Linked DNA regions of Mus musculus: regions 2, 3, 4 and 5 are each linked to region 1. Evidence: chromatin contacts called from public HiChIP or PLAC-seq and promoter capture Hi-C data. All regions are on one chromosome and are shown on one strand. Each heading gives the region's core, a stretch centred on a gene start, on an enhancer-like site or on the middle of the called end of the contact. The rest is flanking DNA. Distances are from core to core; before and after follow the strand shown. Region 1 holds the start of Plekha5 (pleckstrin homology domain containing, family A member 5). Region 2 has its middle 57 kb from the start of Gm38917. Region 3 has its middle 20 kb from the start of Gm38917. Region 4 has its middle 76 kb from the start of Gm38917. Region 5 has its middle 79 kb from the start of Gm30056.

What was found. Promoter capture Hi-C pulls out the DNA fragments that hold promoters and counts their contacts. HiChIP or PLAC-seq counts read pairs in DNA pulled down with a chosen protein or histone mark.
Region 2: a contact with region 1 is called in a promoter capture Hi-C map of liver. The contact joins the enhancer-like site here to the promoter of Plekha5 in region 1. A contact is called at or near these places in 4 of 39 promoter capture datasets (embryonic stem cells, hippocampal neurons and liver), 3 of 484 Hi-C or Micro-C datasets (liver, nephron progenitors and uterus), 8 of 115 datasets of contacts at active chromatin or transcription factors (the SCID.adh cell line, embryonic stem cells, fetal liver and 3 more) and 1 of 9 other capture datasets (embryonic stem cells).
Region 3: a promoter capture Hi-C map of liver shows a contact between it and region 1. The contact joins the enhancer-like site here to the promoter of Plekha5 in region 1. A contact is called at or near these places in 13 of 39 promoter capture datasets (embryonic stem cells, frontonasal cranial neural crest, hippocampal neurons and 3 more), 1 of 15 datasets of contacts at CTCF or cohesin (embryonic stem cells), 19 of 484 Hi-C or Micro-C datasets (cortical neurons, embryonic stem cells, extraembryonic ectoderm and 6 more), 14 of 115 datasets of contacts at active chromatin or transcription factors (the SCID.adh cell line, embryonic forebrain, embryonic limb bud and 4 more) and 1 of 9 other capture datasets (embryonic stem cells).
Region 4: a contact with region 1 is called in an H3K4me3 HiChIP or PLAC-seq map of embryonic stem cells, with 47 read pairs. The contact joins the enhancer-like site here to the promoter of Plekha5 in region 1. A contact is called at or near these places in 6 of 39 promoter capture datasets (hippocampal neurons, liver, maxillary cranial neural crest and 2 more), 12 of 484 Hi-C or Micro-C datasets (cerebral cortex, cortical neurons, embryonic stem cells and 6 more), 17 of 115 datasets of contacts at active chromatin or transcription factors (craniofacial prominence, embryonic forebrain, embryonic limb bud and 7 more) and 2 of 9 other capture datasets (adipose tissue and embryonic stem cells).
Region 5: a contact with region 1 is called in an H3K4me3 HiChIP or PLAC-seq map of intestinal crypt epithelium, with 6 read pairs. The contact joins the enhancer-like site here to the promoter of Plekha5 in region 1. A contact is called at or near these places in 4 of 39 promoter capture datasets (embryonic stem cells, liver and trophoblast stem cells), 6 of 484 Hi-C or Micro-C datasets (the N1E-115 cell line, epidermal suprabasal cells, liver and 2 more), 13 of 115 datasets of contacts at active chromatin or transcription factors (the SCID.adh cell line, craniofacial prominence, embryonic forebrain and 9 more) and 2 of 9 other capture datasets (adipose tissue and pancreatic islet).

What each region holds. Positions count from the first base shown.
Region 1 is chr6:140,422,087-140,425,634 of GRCm38.p6, reverse strand. Plekha5 (pleckstrin homology domain containing, family A member 5) reads right to left here and starts at 1,536. Exons shown (of 31, transcript NM_144920.3): 1 at 1,379-1,536; 2 at 1,179-1,258. The coding sequence starts at 1,470.
Region 2 is chr6:140,226,885-140,230,686 of GRCm38.p6, reverse strand. No RefSeq gene overlaps it. Among named protein-coding and RNA genes, the nearest start is that of Gm38917, 57 kb to the left of the region's middle. Within about 2 kb of position 1,281, at least 15 of the 459 cell types and tissues checked have an H3K27ac peak or open chromatin away from gene starts, as enhancers often do. A contact at or near this core is called in liver and uterus, where this site is marked.
Region 3 is chr6:140,263,707-140,267,194 of GRCm38.p6, reverse strand. No RefSeq gene overlaps it. Among named protein-coding and RNA genes, the nearest start is that of Gm38917, 20 kb to the left of the region's middle. Within about 2 kb of position 2,189, at least 10 of the 459 cell types and tissues checked have an H3K27ac peak or open chromatin away from gene starts, as enhancers often do. A contact at or near this core is called in liver and stem cell-derived epiblast-like cells, where this site is marked.
Region 4 is chr6:140,207,993-140,211,747 of GRCm38.p6, reverse strand. No RefSeq gene overlaps it. Among named protein-coding and RNA genes, the nearest start is that of Gm38917, 76 kb to the left of the region's middle. Within about 2 kb of position 1,972, at least 23 of the 459 cell types and tissues checked have an H3K27ac peak or open chromatin away from gene starts, as enhancers often do. A contact at or near this core is called in cortical neurons, embryonic stem cells, hippocampal neurons and 2 more, where this site is marked.
Region 5 is chr6:140,177,948-140,181,785 of GRCm38.p6, reverse strand. No RefSeq gene overlaps it. Among named protein-coding and RNA genes, the nearest start is that of Gm30056, 79 kb to the right of the region's middle. Within about 2 kb of position 1,930, at least 8 of the 459 cell types and tissues checked have an H3K27ac peak or open chromatin away from gene starts, as enhancers often do. A contact at or near this core is called in the N1E-115 cell line and intestinal crypt epithelium, where this site is marked.

The DNA of each region.
Region 1 (3,548 bases), core at 287-2,786:
GTGCCCATATCCACAAGGGTAACGAGGCTATCAAAGTTGCAAATGCGTACAGTAAACAGGCTGAAGCTAAAGAGTGCAGAGAGTTAGGAAACATGACGGTTTATTAGTCAGAAATGCCCTAAAAATGTAACCTCATCATGCCTGCTACAGCAGCCTTCCCTTTCCTCCTCCACACTTGTGCAAATTTGGACACATTATTAGTCACTTCACTGAACTCCAGCGTTTAGCAGAAAAGGCAGGTTTGTTCACCCTTCTGGCAACTTTAATAGGAGATCCTCAGAACCTCGGAGCTGGCGAGAAAAGTACCCAGAGGGAGAGACAGAACTGGGCCTCACCTTCGACCCAACTGTTCTCAAGCCTTTGCAGTCACCCGGAATAGAGGCGGGCCAGTATGAGAACTCACGTTACGTTTCAGGCAAACAAGTTGGGTGAATGTAAACAAAGAATGACAAAAGAAAGCCAGACCAGCACTGAAACCACCACAAGCCCTCCTCCAGCTCAACTCATGCTAAACATTCAAGAAAGCTATCAAAGCAACCCGAGATGCATTTCCTCGTGGAACTGGGGCCCGAAGGCCCCCCACGCGGGACCGCCCTGGCTCGCCCACCGCCTGCTGGTGGTACGTGGAGCTTGGCTGCGGCTACCGGGGACTTTTGAGCCGGGATCACTGGCTGCGGCGCCCGCTCCAGCGTCCTAACTCCAGCGGCTACTCGGGTAGCAGGAGGGGACTCACCGGTGTTTGGATCACATGGTGGGGGGGCACCGCAGCACCCCTAACTCTTCCATCAGTCACCTACCCACAGTCCCACTTAGGAGAAGTAGGAGGTGGTGGAGGAGGAAGCTGCTTGGCAGAAAGCAGTTCTCTGGGGAGCAGGGCGAGGATGCGGGACCGTCTCACCGCAGGGGTGCTGGGATGCGGGGAGCAAAGGGGAGCGGGTGAGGACTTCCTAAAGGGTGCTGGAGGCGGAGACGGGGGCGATCCGGGGTAGAGGGGCGTCGCCCATCCTCGGGGGGCGTCCGGGAAAGGATGGGGACCAGGGCGCCAGGAAGAGGGCGCCGTCTCCAAGCGCTGATGAAAAGGCGGAGAAGAATAGGCGCCCCGGGACTCAGTCGCGCGGAGCCCGGAGCCCCTCCAACCCCGCCAGGTGGCCCGGAGCCGCAGCCCCGGCCGGCCCTACCTGTGCTCTGCCGCCGGTGCCCGGTGACCACGGCCTCGCCGGTGACCGGGTGTAGCCAGGTGGTGCTCTTGGCCTCCTCGCTGCAGGGAAGAGAAGGGACAGGCGCTGAGCGGCGCGAGGGGCGACCCACGGGGGCCCCCGGCCCGCTCGCTCCCACCGCTCCCCCCAGCCGCCCGGCGGCGCCTCCCCCGCCCGCTCACTTGATGAAGAAGACGCGGCCGCCCCTAGTGATCCCGTACGTCCAGGAGCGCGGCAGCGAGCAGATCCACTCCAGGTTCAGGTCGGCCGCCATGTCTGCTCCCCGGCCGCCGCCGCCGCCGCCTTGTGCTGCCGCCGCCGCTGAGGAAGGAGGGCGCGAGCGAGCGAGCGAGCGAGCGAGCGAAAGGAGCGCAGGGCGCGCGGCCCGGCCCGAGCGCGCCCCCGCGGCCGCCCTACCCCCTCGGGCGGCGCCCTCCCCGCCGCCCCGGCTGAGTCCGGCCTGCGTCGCCGCCCCTCGGCATCCTCCGCGGCCGGCCGCCGGCCCGCGCTGCGCTCGCTCGCTCGCTCGCTCGGAGGCTGGGCGAAGCGGCGCCGCGCCCCCGCCAAAGCCCTCCCCCGTGCCCCGCCCGCGCCGCGCGAAGGTTCCGGGGTCGGGTCCCGCCGGCGCCCGCCCGGAGGGCTGGGCTCCGAACCTGTGAGGTTTTGAATCAGCTACTGCCTGCCTAGCCCGGGGCTTCTCTGGGAGACGCCGGGCGTTGAAATGGAAAACTGCTTTTGGGAAAGGCTTTTCTGGTGTGTGGCGTGCCAAATAAAGGAGGGTCCGCGAGTGAGCTCGGACCACTGAAATGGGACTGATTCAGACTTAAGGTCTTTTTGTTACTGGTGGTTTTTTTTTTTTCCTTTCTAAGCTTCTGAGCCATATAATAGTTTAGAAAATAAAAACTTGCCTTTTCCTTTCTTAAAAAAGATGCACTTGATTATCAACGTGAATTTCTAGGCTCCCAATCTCTCTCATTTATTACAAGGGCAACTTAACTTTACGGAGTCCTTGGGGTGGTGGACATTTAAATCCCTTCGAACTATGATTGTCTCCGTTTCACTGAGAGGGGCAAAGAAACGTAAAGGAACAAAGGTGATTGTGCCCAGGGTTATGGTGAAAAATGGCAAAGTCTGAATTCAAATCGCCTATAGATTTCCAAGAGTCTACTCGAATGAATACGTTGCTGTATAGTATTTTTAATGCCTTGGCACCCCCGGCCCCCTTGTCCTTTGAACAAAGGAAGGGTTCACTGCTAGTAAGACCTCCCTTGCACCAGTAAAGAGCGCTATGCTTGCTCCTTACTGCCCCTGGTCCTTCATCATCACTCTTGGAATTGTCTCCATGGCTTTGCAGCAAATGACTCATCCCAGAGGAAACACAGTTCAATAATAACAGTACAACTTGGCATTCTCGAAGCACCTTTTTTTTTTTTTTCCCTGACCAGTTTGGATGCTTCTGAGGCATTCTCTCATTCATCTTCCCAAGTAACTGAAATAAGTAAATGATGCTTTTCAACCTTTAAGGAAACCAAGGCACAGGGAGGGTGAATGCCCTTGGCCAAAGCTCCTGATGAGCGTGCATTTTCATTGGCTTTTCCTCCTATCTCCTGATTCCCCAAGGCCATACGTCTCTGGTGAAACGGAGACTGCAATTACTGCTATAATTTTCCTGTCCATCTGCATATACAGGAGGAAAAAAAAATACCATCGCTGTAATGTTTTCTCTTTTGGGTTCGTTTGTATTCTGCTCCCTCATTTCAGTCCTTATTACTTTTTGACATCTTATCTCCTACCCAGTCTCTGGAAAATATGACTTTTTTTTTTTTTTAATCAATGAATAGCTGGCAGGAAATGTCCCACATTAGCATCAGTGGTCACTGGCACAGCACAGCAAGTATAAGAAGAGCTGTTGACTCTCTGTTATCATTACAAACTTAAAAGTCTCCCAAATGCCACAATAGCTTATGAATCTAGTGCTTGGTAGTCCTGCTGAGGGATTTGGATGTTTGCATACCACCGAGAAGTCTATACGTTGACTGTGTGCTGTGCTCGGCTTCTATTTAGCTCTGGATCTTTGGATACTACAAGATGTGTTCACAGAAAGCACATCTCAAAAGTCAATATAGATTAACTTATGTATCTTTCAAAATCGCAACCAAAGGCTATGGATGTAGTTCAACTGTAGAGTGCACATTCTATGCTTGGGGTTTGGGGAGGTAGAAAGAGAGACAGAGACAAGAGAGAGAGAGAGAAGGAAGAAAAGAAAAACATTTGCAGTACTCAAATAGTAATCTAGAATCTTTTCGTTTGTTTCGTTGTTTCGTTTTGTTTTGTTTGTTTGTTTGTTGAGAC
Region 2 (3,802 bases), core at 32-2,531, 190 kb after region 1:
CATCTCTGCTAGCAAACCATTAGGTTGGAGAGCCACAAACTGCCATGACTGGTTGGGCTTTTCCTGAGGCTCTGTTGGTCTAAGGCTGGCTAAGGCTCAATTTTCACACAGAAACTCCAGGAACTCTGCTCTGGATATCTGTCTCCAATCCTGCCAAGTCAGTTTAAAGAAAGGACATCCTTGGGAGTCATTCCAGTTTCTATGGACTTAGCAATATTTTACACAGCACGGTGTTCCAAACTTCATTTGTCCTGTGTAAGGATGTTCTGTTGGATCCTCCACAGAGGGGTATTAGAAGCAAAAAGCTTTCTCACATCACATTTGAGCACAGTATTTTTGGGTGTTTATATAGCTGGTGAGTTAAGTTCATTTTAGGCAAATTCTAATTTTCTATATCTGTCTATTTATTCTGTCTATCTATCTATCTATCAATCTATCTATCATCTATCTATCTCTATGTACCTATCATCTATCCATTTATCATTTATTTTCTATCATGTCATTGTTTTGGTAACTTTTTAAATTATAATGCTATTTTATAATTTTAATAGTGAACAGATACAGGGCTGGGGAACTGGCTCAGCAGTTAAGAGTGTGTTCTGCTTTTGTACAGGACCTGAGTTCACTTTCCAGCACACACATTGGGTGGCTCACAACCATCTATCACTCCAACTTCAAGGAATGACCCGTCCATTCTGGACTCCTAGGGCACCTGCATTCAAGTATGCGTACCCCTCCCCCATGCATGAAATTAAAAATAAATCTTTAAAGTCATGAACAGATGCTTAGTACTTATTGTTTTTCCATCACAAACTCCACACACACACACACACACACACATATACACACATACATCAACATTTTCACATATCCAGAAAAAAAAAAAAAAGGGCACATAGGCTAAAAAATAGGTATAGGAAGAGTTGCTTGCTGTTTTCCTCCCAGACATCCTGAACACATGGATATTAAAAGTTAGATAAAGAGATGGGGTCTTAACAAGGAGGAAGGCCATGTGGAAGCAGGGAGATAAGAAGGATTACTGGATTAAACAGAAGATCATCAGGGAACACGCATGGCTTCTGCAAATAGGAGATGTAACAGCAGATGCCTTTCTGAGGCATGAGTTCCTCACCAATCGAGAAAAGCCACAGCAGCGAGAGGCTCCGAAGCCACTGAGTGGAGGAGCGCAGATCCTGAGAGATGGCCCAGGACCTACAGGGCCTACAGCGCCTAGTAAACACACAGGAAACGCCTTTCTAGGAACCTGGCCAGCTCGCCCAAAGGCTGAGTGCTTCAGCAAAGCTAGGAAAATATTTCAGGCGTGCTACCAGTGCCTCTGAAACAAACAATGCCACAAACTTGAAAAAGAAAAAAACAAAATCTCCAGGCTGAAACAGACTTTTCCATTACACTAATTATCTCTGTGCTGTGCTTAACAGCGGCTCGAGCTAATATTTTATTTTCATACGCACGTGTTGGTTTGAATGAGACGTTGTCTTTCTAGCTCCCAAGGAGATTTTGGTGGTTTGAAGTTTTATCTAAGTATGCCAGTCGGACAGTGCTCTGTACTACCTCCCAAGGGATGCTAAGGCAATGAGACATGTCCTTTCTCTGTCCTTGGTTTACTCTTTAGCAAATTGGAGAGAAGTAATTAAGCTGCCACGTTTAGGATATGTGAGAGGCAAACAAAGGGTATTGGATTTGTATTTATGCATTTGATGAGCGAACCCAGTTGACAGGCAGCGAGCAGCCAGGGTTACAGAGCCCTGTGCTGATCAAACGTAAGCGAGTGCTTATTTATGGGTGGTGGGATTAGCTGTGAATTTCACTTTCATCATTGCTGTCCTTTAAAACCCAACAAAAATTATCCGCTAATAAGTTAATAATCCCTAAATTGATTAGCATTAAGCATTTAGCAGGGAAACCACCATAGCCCTTACAGGTTAGGGATTAAAACGTTGTCTTTTAATTTGTGGCTCCAAGAGACATCACATCCTTTTGTCTGTGAATGCAAAGGTGAAGAGTTAATCACAGATTTGCCTTCCTGAGGGTTAGAGGCGTTAAATCCTCGCAACAGGTATGGTGTACACTGCACTGTAATAGGAAAAGCACAGCTTTGACCAGAGTGATAATAGCAACAGCCGTGTATGCAAAGTATTTTTAAAATGTGTGCTCTCTGAAGAGTTCACAGTGGTCACACCTCTCCAGTTTTTGCAGAAAACAAGATGCAGTTTGAAGCAAGTTGTTCCTGATACCATTTGTAGGGCTGGGGAGATGGTTCAGCTGGGAAGATCCCATAATGCATTTGAGCAGCTGAGTTCAGATTCCCAGAGCCAATGTAAAAAGGCTGGGTACGTGCCAGTGCACCTGTGACCCCAGTGCAGAGGGAGAGGGAACAGAATCAGGGGCTTGCTGGCTGCCAGCTGAGTTCCAGGTTCAGTGAGAGACTAACTCAAGGGGTTAAAGCAAAAAATGATAGAGTAGGTAACACAACATCTTCCTCTGTGTGTGTGTCACACACACCTGTGTACACATATGCATATACACCACACACGCATACAGATTACAGTCAAACTCTTCAGCATCATGAAGTCTTTAACAGTTTCTGGGTAGACTCAAAGGCGGAATGAGTCTCTCTATTTCTATATAGAATCAGTAGGCCACTATCTCTCTTTCAGATTTACTGAGAACTGCCAAGTTAAAACTATGCAAATGGTGAGTTGGGAATCAAATCCAAACCTAATGCCAGAGTGCACACAGTTGACCATGTGGCTTTAGTATGACTATGTATATATGTATATATGTATATAGTATATATGCAATCCCATCATCCTTTGGACCTAGGTACCATTTTGTTTCATTTTAATTCTTTTGGGACAAGGTCTCATGTAGGTCATGTTGGTCTATGGCTTGCTATGTAGGCAAGGATGATTGTGAATTTCTGATCTCCCTGCTTTTATTTCTCGAGCGCTACCACCTAGTTTATGTGGTGCTAGGGATCAAACCTAGGGCTTCACTCATGACATGCAGGCACATAATCAACTGAACTACATTCCTGGCATGTAATGTATGTAATACACACACACACACACACACACACACTTATTTTAAAATTTTATTCTAGGCAGGACTATAGAGATGACTTAGCAGTTAAAATAATGTATACTGCATTTGAGTTTGGTTCCCAGCACCCATGTCAGGCAGCTCAGCACTGTAAACGCTAACTCCAGGCAAACCCAATGCCTCTGTCCTGTCTGGGCACCTGCAGACACATGCACATACGTCTCCCTCCCTCTCAACACACACATTTAAATGAATACTAATAAAAGTCAAAAGTACCTTTACATTAAAGTCATTAAAGTTTGTTTTTAAATGGACACCTAAAACATCAAATATGTCAATAGAGAACCATGGGATGTTTCATCATGTGATGTAATGTTTAAATCAAATTAAAATTTGTCTGCTTACATATTCTCAATTCTTTATGATAACATTAAAAATCCTTCTAGTGTTTTGCAGTGTCCAAATGTTATTCACAGTAATCATGCAGGATATGTCAGACTGGGGCATCTCTCTGTTCTAGTACCCATTGGTCAGTTGTCCCTCACCCTTCCCTGTGCCATTTTGTATGGGAAACGGAATGGAAATGTGTACATAATTAAACATAACTTGGTTGTCTTGAAGCCTCAGTTGACTACTCTGAAAGACTGTACCTAAATTGGACCTTTGGAGCAAACTGTAAAGCTCGTGCTCATTTTCTATGCAACGCGTTTCCAATCATACTGATTGATTTGACCTTCAT
Region 3 (3,488 bases), core at 940-3,439, 160 kb after region 1:
ACTGTTGAGAGGTTAGATGTCCTCTTCCCAGTGTGTTACTGGTTCACAATGGAGTCTGGAGAGTATTCCCTGAGTCTCCTGGGCTCTAGTGTCCCAGAACAAAGATGTGGATGAGGAACACACAGGCAGTGATGGAAACAGCGGCGGTTTAATAGGTGTGAGAAAAGGATGCCTGGCATTAGAGTGGGCTGGAGAAGGGACTGGTCCGAGTCTGAGAAGTCCCAGGATCCTTTTCTGAGAGACCTCATGGGCTCTTCCTCACAAGTGCTCTTTTGTTACACAGTCCTGTGGGGAGAAGTTTCCTTTTTCTCTGCCAACTAGTTTCTTAATTTTTTTACTCTTTCTTTAAACATTTTAAAGATTATATCTTCGAGAATTTCATACAGAGTATTTTTTAATTATAATCGCTCCTCCAACTCTTTATTTCCCCCTACTTCACATCCTCTTCTTTAAAATTTAAGAATCCATTTACTCTTAATTTGTGCTCTGGATGCTCTGGGTGTGGGGTCATCCATTGAGGTGCGACTGACCCACCACGAGCCACATTCTTAATTAACTTTCCCTCCTCATAAGCCATCAGGTGTCCACAGTTCTGCATTTAGTGGTGAGGGCTGGGGACCGCCTTCTCACTCCACTCTGGAATATTCTCGGACTTCATTCTGTGCAGACAGCAGCAGCTGCTGTGTGGCATCCTGGCACATCCAAAGACGAATCACTATGGTCCCCCCCAGACATATGGCTCTTACACTCTTTCTACTCCCTCTTCTGTGATGGTCCCCAAGCCTTGTGGAGAAGGCTAGGATATAGATCTTCCGTTTGTGGCTGAGCTCTCCACAGTCATGTATTTTTCCCATAGGTCCCAGCCCTGGCTTTTCTGATGTGGTATCAATGCACCTATCTTCTCAGATGTTTTCAGCCTATGTTGTTTAAGGCTTACCCTTCTGCTTTTAGGAATAAGTTATTAGCCATTGCCTCCTGGATGATGTTGGACAGGTACGTTCGTGCCCAGTGAGGCAAAGTCTCATCCAATCTCTGCAGTTGTGTTCAAATGGAGCCAAAGAGCAAGACACAGCCTAGATGCCACTGTCTTACACAGTATGGAGTAGCTCAGAACAGTGTGCCATCTGACCCCGACACCCATCTTTCAGATACTGACATGGGATTGGTTTAAATAGAAGAGCCGTGCATAATTAAGCAGTCCTGGTCAAGGGCGGGTCCCATTCATTATTGGCCCATCATTGCTTTGGCTCTGGTTCTATCTGGTCACCGGTTGCTGCAGATTTTCAGCTCTTAATCTCTGGCATTACTTTAGGAGATCAGTCTGTTCTTACCAGATGGTCCCTTTTGGTCCAGGGAACAACCAGACCTCAAGGAAAATTGTCCTCATCTTGGGAGGGTGGTTTTGTTCTGCCTAGAACCTGAAGTAGCTACAAGTGTAAGATGAAAACTTACACTCGTGCCTTCAACCTTGAAGAAGGGTGAGGTAGCTCAGGTGGGCTAGACTAGGATGAATTAGAATCAAACAGAAGTTTGAGCCAAAGTCCAGATGGTAAATACAGAATGAAAGCAGAGATTCCAGGATCGCGTTCTATTATTTGGTTACCTTGCATGACCAAGAGAGAACTCAATGCTTTTTTACTCAATGCTTTTTTTATTTTATTTTGTTGCAAAAGCATCTTCTTCTTCTTCTTCTTCTTCTTCTCCTCTGTTTCAGGAACTAATGGATGAGTCAGTGGTTAGGGGCACTTCCTGCTCTTCCATTCCTGTTCTCAGTTGAGGTGATGATGAATTGTTGCTCCAGTTCCTGGGGAGTCTGATGCCCCCAGCCTCCTCAGAGTAACTATTTCAAAAGGACAAATCAAGTCAGAAAGGCAGAAGCCCCAAGGTGGGCTGAGATCACTCTGGTCTATTCTGCAGAAGTACCATATAAATTTTATCACAGGCCAAATAAGCAAGACTTTGGGAAAATGTGGAGTCTGAATTTCAGGGGATGGTAGCCATAAGCCAGAGCAAGATTTCCATGCAAAGGGTTGAACTGCGGTGGCTCTCATAATAACAGCTGCCAGGGGCTGGTTCTGGTCAGAAAAACAAAAAGTCTGAGAGGCAGATGTTTTAGGTCCCTCTTCTCTCCATGTCAGGCAGTAGTTTTATTTGGACTATTGGGTACTGATCTTTCTCCATGGTAACAGGATTAGGCAAGCCTTGGTTTCCTGGAGAAACGACAGGAACCAGGCAAAAAGCCTATATTCGAATTTGTACCTTCAGAGTTAACCCAAAACTCCTGTGACTGAATCTCAGAAAAAAAAATGTTGTGTCTTACGTTACTCTTCTACTGCTGTGAAGAGACACAATGACCAAAGCAATTTATAAAAGAAAGCATTTAAGGGGGCTTGCTTACACTTTCAGAGGGTTAGAGTCCACGACCTAACCAGGAACATGACTTCAGGCAGGCATGATATGAAAGCAGAAGCTTCGAGCTTACATCTGATCCACAATCAGGAGGCAGGGGGAGCTAGCTGGGAATGTCATAGGCTTTCAAAACCTCAAAGGCAGCAGAAGGGTCGGGTGGCTGGTGACTTTGACTTTGTGCATAGTCAGGAAGCAGAGAGAGGTGAGTTCAGGTGCTCAGTTCACACTCTCCTCTTAACTCAGTTCCAAACTCCAGCTCATAGGGTGGAGGCTCTAGCATTCAAGATGGATCATTCCACCACAACTCACCCAGTTCAGAAATCCCTTCAGGGGCATGCTTAGAGGTTTGTCTCCTAGGTAATTCTAGAGCCTACACTGTAACTATTACACTTACATTTATTGAATGGATGTCAGTCAGAAAATGAGCAGGTCTTGGTTGAGTTCTTATAAATACAGCAAGGAGGTTAGATAGCAGGGAGAATAAGACTAAGAGCCAAGGGTGTATTTGTAATGAAAATTTGGGAAGGAAAACACTGGATTGGTTACATTGCTCTTACAAAGACTAAAGCTAGGTGTTGGCTGGTGACAAGAACAGACAACAGGGCTTAGGAAGTGCCTGCTGTTTCTGGGTTAGCTGGGCTGAATAGTCTTGTTTATGTGTAAGCAGAGCATGGCTGCCTGGTGGCCAACTGTGACTGGATTTAAGTCAAGGTGTCAAGCTACATCAAACGGTCTTTTGTTGGTCTGGCCTAAAGCTGTTGGTTCATCCCTTACCTCCTGTAGCCTCTGTCCTCTAATCCTTGTCTTTAAATTTAGGACTTCTTGTCTCAGAAAGCTTCCTCTCTCAAAAACTTCACAATGTGCCTTAAATTTCAATACAGGACCACTGTGGGAGAACACTCAAGACCACATTGAAAGCATGGATTCTATCTTCTTAAGTTTTAGTCTTGGAGCACACAAGTTAAACAGAAAAGAGATGGGTCAGCAAGATGAAAAATAGATTTTTTTATTCCCATATGCATGTAGATCTTCACAGCAAAATGACTGAGGAGGTAGTGAGGATGTGGGGTGGGGGTACT
Region 4 (3,755 bases), core at 723-3,222, 210 kb after region 1:
AGACAAATCTTTTCAAGATGACCTCAGATTTACTGTAGAGCCGTCCATCTTCCCCACCAACAGTGAAACAGTTCATTCCACTGCTGTAGTTTGAATGTGGTGTGTCTCACAAAGGTTTGGACTGGAGGTTTGGCTCCTAGTGTGGTAGTTCAGAGAAGGGGCGGGACCTTTAGGAGGTAGGGGGCCTACTGGGTCTTGGTTAAAGTTGGTCTTGTGGACTGTCTAGTTTTATGTTAACTTGACACCAGCCAGAGCCATTTTGGAACGGGGAAACTCAGCTGAGAAAAACGCCCTGACAAGACCGGCCTGTGTGCAAGCCTGTGGTGGTGCATTTTCTGCATTGATGAATGATCCCAGAGAGCCCAGGAGACCCCCCCCCCACCCCACCCGGGGCTGGTGCTCCTGGGTGCTGTAAGAAAGCAGGTTGAGCAAGCCAGTAAGCAGTGTTCCTCTACATCAGTTCCTGCCTCCAGGCTCTGGCCTTGACTTTCTCTTAGTGATTAACTGTGATGGGGAAGTGTAAGCCAAATAAGTTCTTTCCTCACAAAGTTGCTTTTGGTCAAGGTGTTTCATCAGGTCGATAGAAACCTAAGATAGAGAGTGAATAAAGGCTTTCAAAAATGGGTTGTTCCTCCCTCCCAGGCTCAGGGAGTATCACAGAAGACAATCCAGAAAAAGAGCAAAACAGAGGGGTAGAGGTGTTCCTCCCCACCCCCACGTAAGGGCCTGGCACCACTGCTCTGCTCTTAAATTCATTAAAGTGCAGACTACCTACACAAGGATGGGCTTGTCCACTCCTGTCTTGGAGGAAGAGGGGCTCTCTAGGTCCTGCTCCTTCTGGGATTTGTAAACAGTTGCTAGAGGTGGGCAAGGCATGTTCTTCAGTTAGGTACCATGGTCCTATAAATGACTTCTCGCTTGCACTAGTATAGGTAACTCCAGTTATATATCCTGGTATACACACACATGCGAACATGAACACACATGCATGTGCACCGATACACACACATGCATGCACACACATGGGTACACACAAGGGTGTACACATGCACGTGTGCACACACACACAGGCACACACATGCACACACACATGTAGACACACATGCACACAACTCGCATGAGAACACAGTGAGGCTTAGTGAGGAAGAGAGCCAGTGGGAGGGAACAAGAAGGCAATCAGGACTGCGAATATGATCAGAACACATTATATACACAGATGAAGATGTTCCAATGAAATTCGTTAACATGTGTAATGAACATGTGCTAATAGAAAACTTGGGGTGAGAAGAGTGGTTTGTTAGAAGGTAAAGCTACGCTGACTGTTTGACTCACTATCTGCGCAGCAGGCTCCTTTCCACTTCTCAGCTGTTTGGTGGCGCACTGAGGGATCCACATGAGAGTGCTAGAACGATGGTGTTTGGGCTCCGTACAGAACCCAGACAAACTGCTAAGGCTACCATATATAGCCCTCCATCTCAGGAGCTTTGCCATAGCAACAGGAAATTGGCCTATGTTCACCTGTTCTTTCATTCCTATAATTTTTTAAAAAAATTGTCTCATGGTAGGAATGAGCAAGCAGTTTATATTTTTTAAGGCAGATTTTTAGTGTCCCCATGGAAATTTTTCTTTTTTAGCGTAAGGCAATGGGGACTAACTAACCTCATTCCCAAGTAAAGGGGAAGAAAAATGCTGTGGTTGCCAACAGTCCTTGCTGAAGGAGCCATTTTCTCTAGGTGTCTTCACTATTTAAATGTTGGAGGTGAGGCAGGTTAATTCCTGCTGGCTTTCAGTCTAGGCCCTGCCTCCGCAGTTACCTGGCAACAGCCAGGTGTGCCTGACTCACTGTAAAAGGGGCTGCTTGCCCCCTTCTCACTCTCTTGCTTTCTTTTCCTGTACTCTCTCTCCATTCCCCTCCCCCAATATGCTGATGGCCAGCCTCTATTCTCTACTCTCTCCCTCTCTTTGCCTTTCTCTGCCTCTACTCCCCTCTCCCCTCCCCTCCCTATTCCCTGAATAAACTCTATTCTATACTATACCATTGTATGGCTGGTCCCTCAGGAGGAAGGGATGCCTCAGCAAGGGCCTGGAAAGGCACCCCCTTCCCCCACACCTGACTATACCTCCACCACACACATCCCTTCTCTCTATCTTTTTATAAAACACAACAACTCCACTAATTTGTTTATTTTTAAATTGTGTGTCTGTGTGGGCATGTGCGTGCCCGTGGAGTCCGGACAAGCATGTTGGATCCCCTGCAGCTGGAATTACAGGCAGTTGTGAGCATGGTCTCTCCTGGCTGTCATCCCTGGCGATCCTTCATTTTCTTAAGGTTTGCTTGTACGCCTGTCTGTGGCGGCAGTGAGATGGTAGCGGCCCTCAGCTATGAGCTTGGGAGTGTTTCTCATCCACGTGCTCATGAGACAACCCTGTCACGGCGATGGATGGCCAGGCTAGAGCACGCTGAGTGTCGTCTCACTACTGACTGAGAACACTGGACTGACAGTTGGCTCCGCATTCTTAGAGGATGAGAAACACACGGGCAGAAGCTGGAGACAGCTGTGCCCCGTTATCCATTTCTCGGTTATCCCTGTCACGAGCTCTCCAGAACTGAGTTGGGTGAGCTTCATGGTCATCCCTCTTTCTCTAGGCTCTTTACAAAATATACTATACTGTAACATTTCGTTAATTCCTTGAGAATCTCATACATGCATACAATGTATTTTCATATTTACCTTCACCCCTCTCCCTAACTCCCCCCAGATCCACCTCTTGCCTGCTCCCATCTTGGTATCTCCTCTTTTTTAAAAAGTATCTAACCTGACGAGTCTCATTTGTACTATATATATATATATATACAAATTATATATATATATATATATATATATATATATATATATATATATATATTCTTTTCCTTGGGTGTGTGACTATTCATTGGTATTCACTGGAGTTGGGTGATGGGCCAGGGGCCACACTTGTAAAGACAACTGACTGCCTCCTGGAGAAGCCATCAACTATCAATAGATCCTCAGCCAGGAGTGTATGCTTGTGGACTCTGCTCTGTTCCATCTCTAGGTCTTCTTGCCAACCAGGAAGAGGTCTGAAGGAAACTCTGGGTGGTGGCAGCATGCCAGGCAGTCTTGTTTGCAAGCAAATTTGACATGGCAGCTATAGCTTATTGTCCTTGCAGTTGCCCTGAATATGCCAGAGGAAAGAGCTGTGTAAACAGCCCGAGGAACCAATGGCACAACTCAGAGCACACTGCAGCCCTGCAGACACCATGACAGGGCTCTGATTTACTACTGGCTTGAAGAAATGACTGTTACCTTGAGTTCCGAATTACCACATCCCGAGGGCATTCTTTGGCATTCTATCCAGGCTGCTAACCAAGTCTTCCACACTTCATTTATGGGATCTGACACTATCACAGACTCCAGCAGTATAGCTGTAGGCTCTAGTAAACTCCTAAATTAAAAGGCAACCCAGTCAAGGGTATTTTGATGTCCAGGGATTTGCACGCAGCTCCCACTAGGATTAGAGCCAAGTCCCTTCTGACTTACTGAAATTAATGCAGAGCTTTCTATCTTAGCTCCGTGCTTTGCATGGGCAATAGAAGAGGAGGTTTGAGTGGGCCAGGCACTTTAAGGATGCTCCATTTTCCTCCAGGAAGCACCTTACATATGTAACGCAGTAGTCTAAAGAAAGCATAAAGATGCTATATTGACACTGCTTCAGAAATTGTGAGGCTTGAGCTA
Region 5 (3,838 bases), core at 681-3,180, 240 kb after region 1:
ACACAGCACAGTGGGTCTGCACTCGTGTGTGTGCACCACACAGCACAGTGGGTCTGCACTCGTGTGTGTGCACCACGCAGCACAGTGGGTCTGCACTCGTGTGTGTGCACCACGCAGCACAGTGGGTCTGCACTCGTGTGTGTGCACCACGCAGCACAGTGGGTCTGCACTCGTGTGTGTGCACCACGCAGCACAGTGGGTCTGCACTCGTGTGTGTGCACCACGCAGCACAGTGGGTCTGCACTCGTGTGTGTGCACCACACAGCACAGGAGTCACAGAGGCCACCCAAGGCCACCACCTCCCCTGAAGCTGGAGTTAGGGATGGTTTCGAGGCACCCTGCAGGTGCTGGCATCTGAATCTGGGTCTGCAGTGTGAGCATCGAGTGCTTCTAACTAACCACTGAGCTAGTTCTCCAGCCCTAAAGTGGGAGAAGTGTATGTGAAAAAGGTAGCGAGGAGACTGATGGCGGTAAATCACGTAACAACTGTGCTGTAGTGGTCAATCCACAGATTATGCACACGTATCTGTCACAAGCAACAGAGATTCTTGATTTTGCAAATTTGGAATGAGTACTGTGTAATGTTGAACATGGAAACCTTATTTTTGATATATGTAAATATTCTGGAGTTAGTTTAGGAAAAACAATGACAATCACAACAGCTTAGAAAATTATGTATCCAGACATAAGCACAAACTCTTTTAGGTCCACGTAAACCTGTCTACAGTTTTCTTTCCGTGTAAGTGAACTGTATGGAATTCAGTCTCAGAGCACAGTTGAGAAGGACTCACACAGCCATGTTTGTTGAATTTCTTCAGTACTAGTTTGCGTTGCTATATCAAAGTGCGTGAGACTGAGTGGTTTATAAAGAACATACATTGATTGCTCACCTTTCTATAGCACAGAAGGCCAAGATCAAAGATGCCCATTAGTTCAGTGTGGTGAGGTCTGCTTCTTCTGAAGGGGAGACGCTGTGCCATCAGATTGGGACAGAGGGAAGGCTGAGAAGAGATGACTTCCTGCCAAGCCTTTTGTAGGCATCCAGTCTTACTCTGAGAAAGGAGCCTACCCTGCTCGGTTGTCTCCTCCCCTCCCCTCATGTTGACAGCATCTGAGTTTTGGAGGGAGCCATGCTTAAAACACAGTGACCTTCAACTCTGTGGGACTAACATTTTATAACAAGGTATAGGCTTCTAAGATGCCCCTTGTTTTCAATCTGTCACCAACTCCTGTTGTCTATCTGTCACCAACTCTCGTGGTTGCCACAGCCAAGGGGAGAAATTCACTCACCCTCTCTCTCATTCAACACAAATCTATGAATCAACGTATTCAAGGAACGCATAGGCTGGCTGAACCAATGGGTGAATGAAGACAGTAAAGTCTCAGACGACAGCGGAGTCACACAGAGGATGGGAAGGACTGAGATTAACCAGAAATAAAGCAGGGATAGTGAAGGATCCCGGTCTCCCAAAGACTTGCCCTAAAATGGTAGCAGAGAAACACTTGAAGGCACCTGGGTAAGTTAGTAAGAAACACAGTACAGAGTGCAGTTGTGTATAAGGAAATGGGCGGGGTAATTTGATAAGCTTTAATTATATCCCAACCCCAAAGCAGAGTTCTTCTATGAAGACAGATTGCAAGAGGGGAGGGGTAGAGGCTAGAGATGAATTTTTGCCCTGCTGTGATTCACCCTTCATCCAGATCAAGGTTGGCTTGGCTCCCACACCTAGGCCAGCTGTGTCTCCACCCACTGGGGGAAGAGGGGAGTCAAGGCAATTACCCTGCTAATTTATCTGAAAAAGACAAAATTGCAGAAGAGTTTTCTCATTTCCCCCTTAATTATCTAGGTGGGGGTCCACTGTGATTAAGTTTCCGAAGGAATCGTCTTCCGTCTTCCTTTTGCATCTCTGCCTAGGAGCTCTTTCTTCTCTGCACTGAGATCTACTTTCTAGTAAACACTGTTCTAATAGTGCAAGCTGATAATTTAGCCACACAGACACTGTGGATCACAGAAGCCACATCCCCTACCACACAGAGATAAATTCCAGGCCTACATTAATTCTGCTTTCACATGCTCTGTTTCCTATGTGTCAATTCCAGAGTGGACTTTAGTAAGATTCTCTGCTCTTTGATGGAAGAACCATTCCAGATATTTCTCAGTTTCTCACTTTAACCTCCATTGCACTTAAAAAAGCTTATTTTATTTTATTTTATTTCTTTAAAGAGTGAAACTCAGACTGGCCTTGGATTCACTATATAGCAGAAGAAGGCTTTGAACTCTGGGTCTCCTGTCTCTATCTCCAAATGCTGAGATAAGAAGCATGCTCCTCCACGTATGTGTTACACAGTCCTGGGGACTAAACCCAGGGCTTCACACATGCTCTTAGACACTCTAGCAACTGTGTCATGTCCCAGGGCCTACATAACAGTAAAAATATTTACTATTGTGTATATATTAGCTGTATATGTGATTATGGGCTCACGTGTGGGTCAGAGGACAACTTTCAAGATGGATCTTCTTCTACTGTGGAATCTGGGGATCAACTCAGGTTGTCAGGTTGCATGACAAACATTTTTATCCACTGAGCCACGTTGCTGGCACTGTTTTTAATAAAATACATCTGAAATATATAAAGAATTCCCATGTGGTGTTTATTATTTTGATTTCTCTTACAACTGGGTCTTACTATGTAGCCTAGGCTGTCCTGGAACTCAGTCCCTAGTCAGCCTCTGCAGTGGAGAGTTTACTAGTTTGTACCTGTGCATGGCGCTACTCTGTTAGGCAAGGTTGGTAGGGATGGTGCTCTGTGTCCTGCGGAGCACATTCTAACCCTGTCATGCCACAGTCCAGATAGCAGACGCAAAGCCAGGTAAGGCAGGCAGTCCTGAGCAGCTGTAACAATTCAGTTCCTTAGGTTGCTAGACTGATGTCCCTCAACAGTTACTCTGCAACAGTACTGAATAAGTGAGAGAAGATAACGAGAGGGATCTATTTTAATTAATTAAGATAACCACCAGAAAGTCAGGCTTGACTTGTAATTTCCAGAAAACATAAAGGAAAATCCCAAACACATGACCCACAGGTGCAACTTCCTCAGGAGGCAAAGTCTGCTAGGCGGGGGCCTCAAGGGTGTCCAGGCTCCGCAAATCCCCTCATCCGGGCACCTTTCGGGGAGCGTTATTCCTTCCACCTATCAGCACTTATCTCAGAGAGGAGCTTAAGTACCAACACGGTTCTGTGTTTTGCTCCTTTCCTCTAACCCAAAGTGACCCTTGAAATGGCCCCTCTGTGCCGTTGCCCTCACTCCCTGTGGTCTGGCTCACAGCGCTTGTGATATGAAAAAGTTTGAATCAGCCACTTTTCAGCACAGGCCTGACCCCAGGTGCTCCCAAATGATTGTAATATCTTGAGCTCAGTCGAAAGCGTCCCCTAACCTTTGGTGATGGCTTTCTGCAGAGGCTCAATACAGAAACGGAGGAGGAAGGGCCGCGTGGGTTGTAATTACTCCCCCTTTCTTCCCAGGCTCTACCCGAGAAGACTGATCCACACCCACGGTGAAAGTCTCTGGGGGAACTATTGCAGGTGTGCGCAGTCTTTGGACTTCCAGAGGTCAAATTATCAGGAACAAATAACCGGTAGCCACTAGAAAAGCGGCGTTTAGCTTTCTTTATAAAAATTTGCATTGCTAATCCTTAATCTTAATTCTAGGTATTAAAATGCATTGGTCTGAATGTACATTAGCACCCTTTGGGTTTTAGAAGCAATTCCAGTCAAAGATGGAAATGTAGCCCACATATAAACAGGAATGATCCTTAAAGCAAATTAAACAAAGGCGCT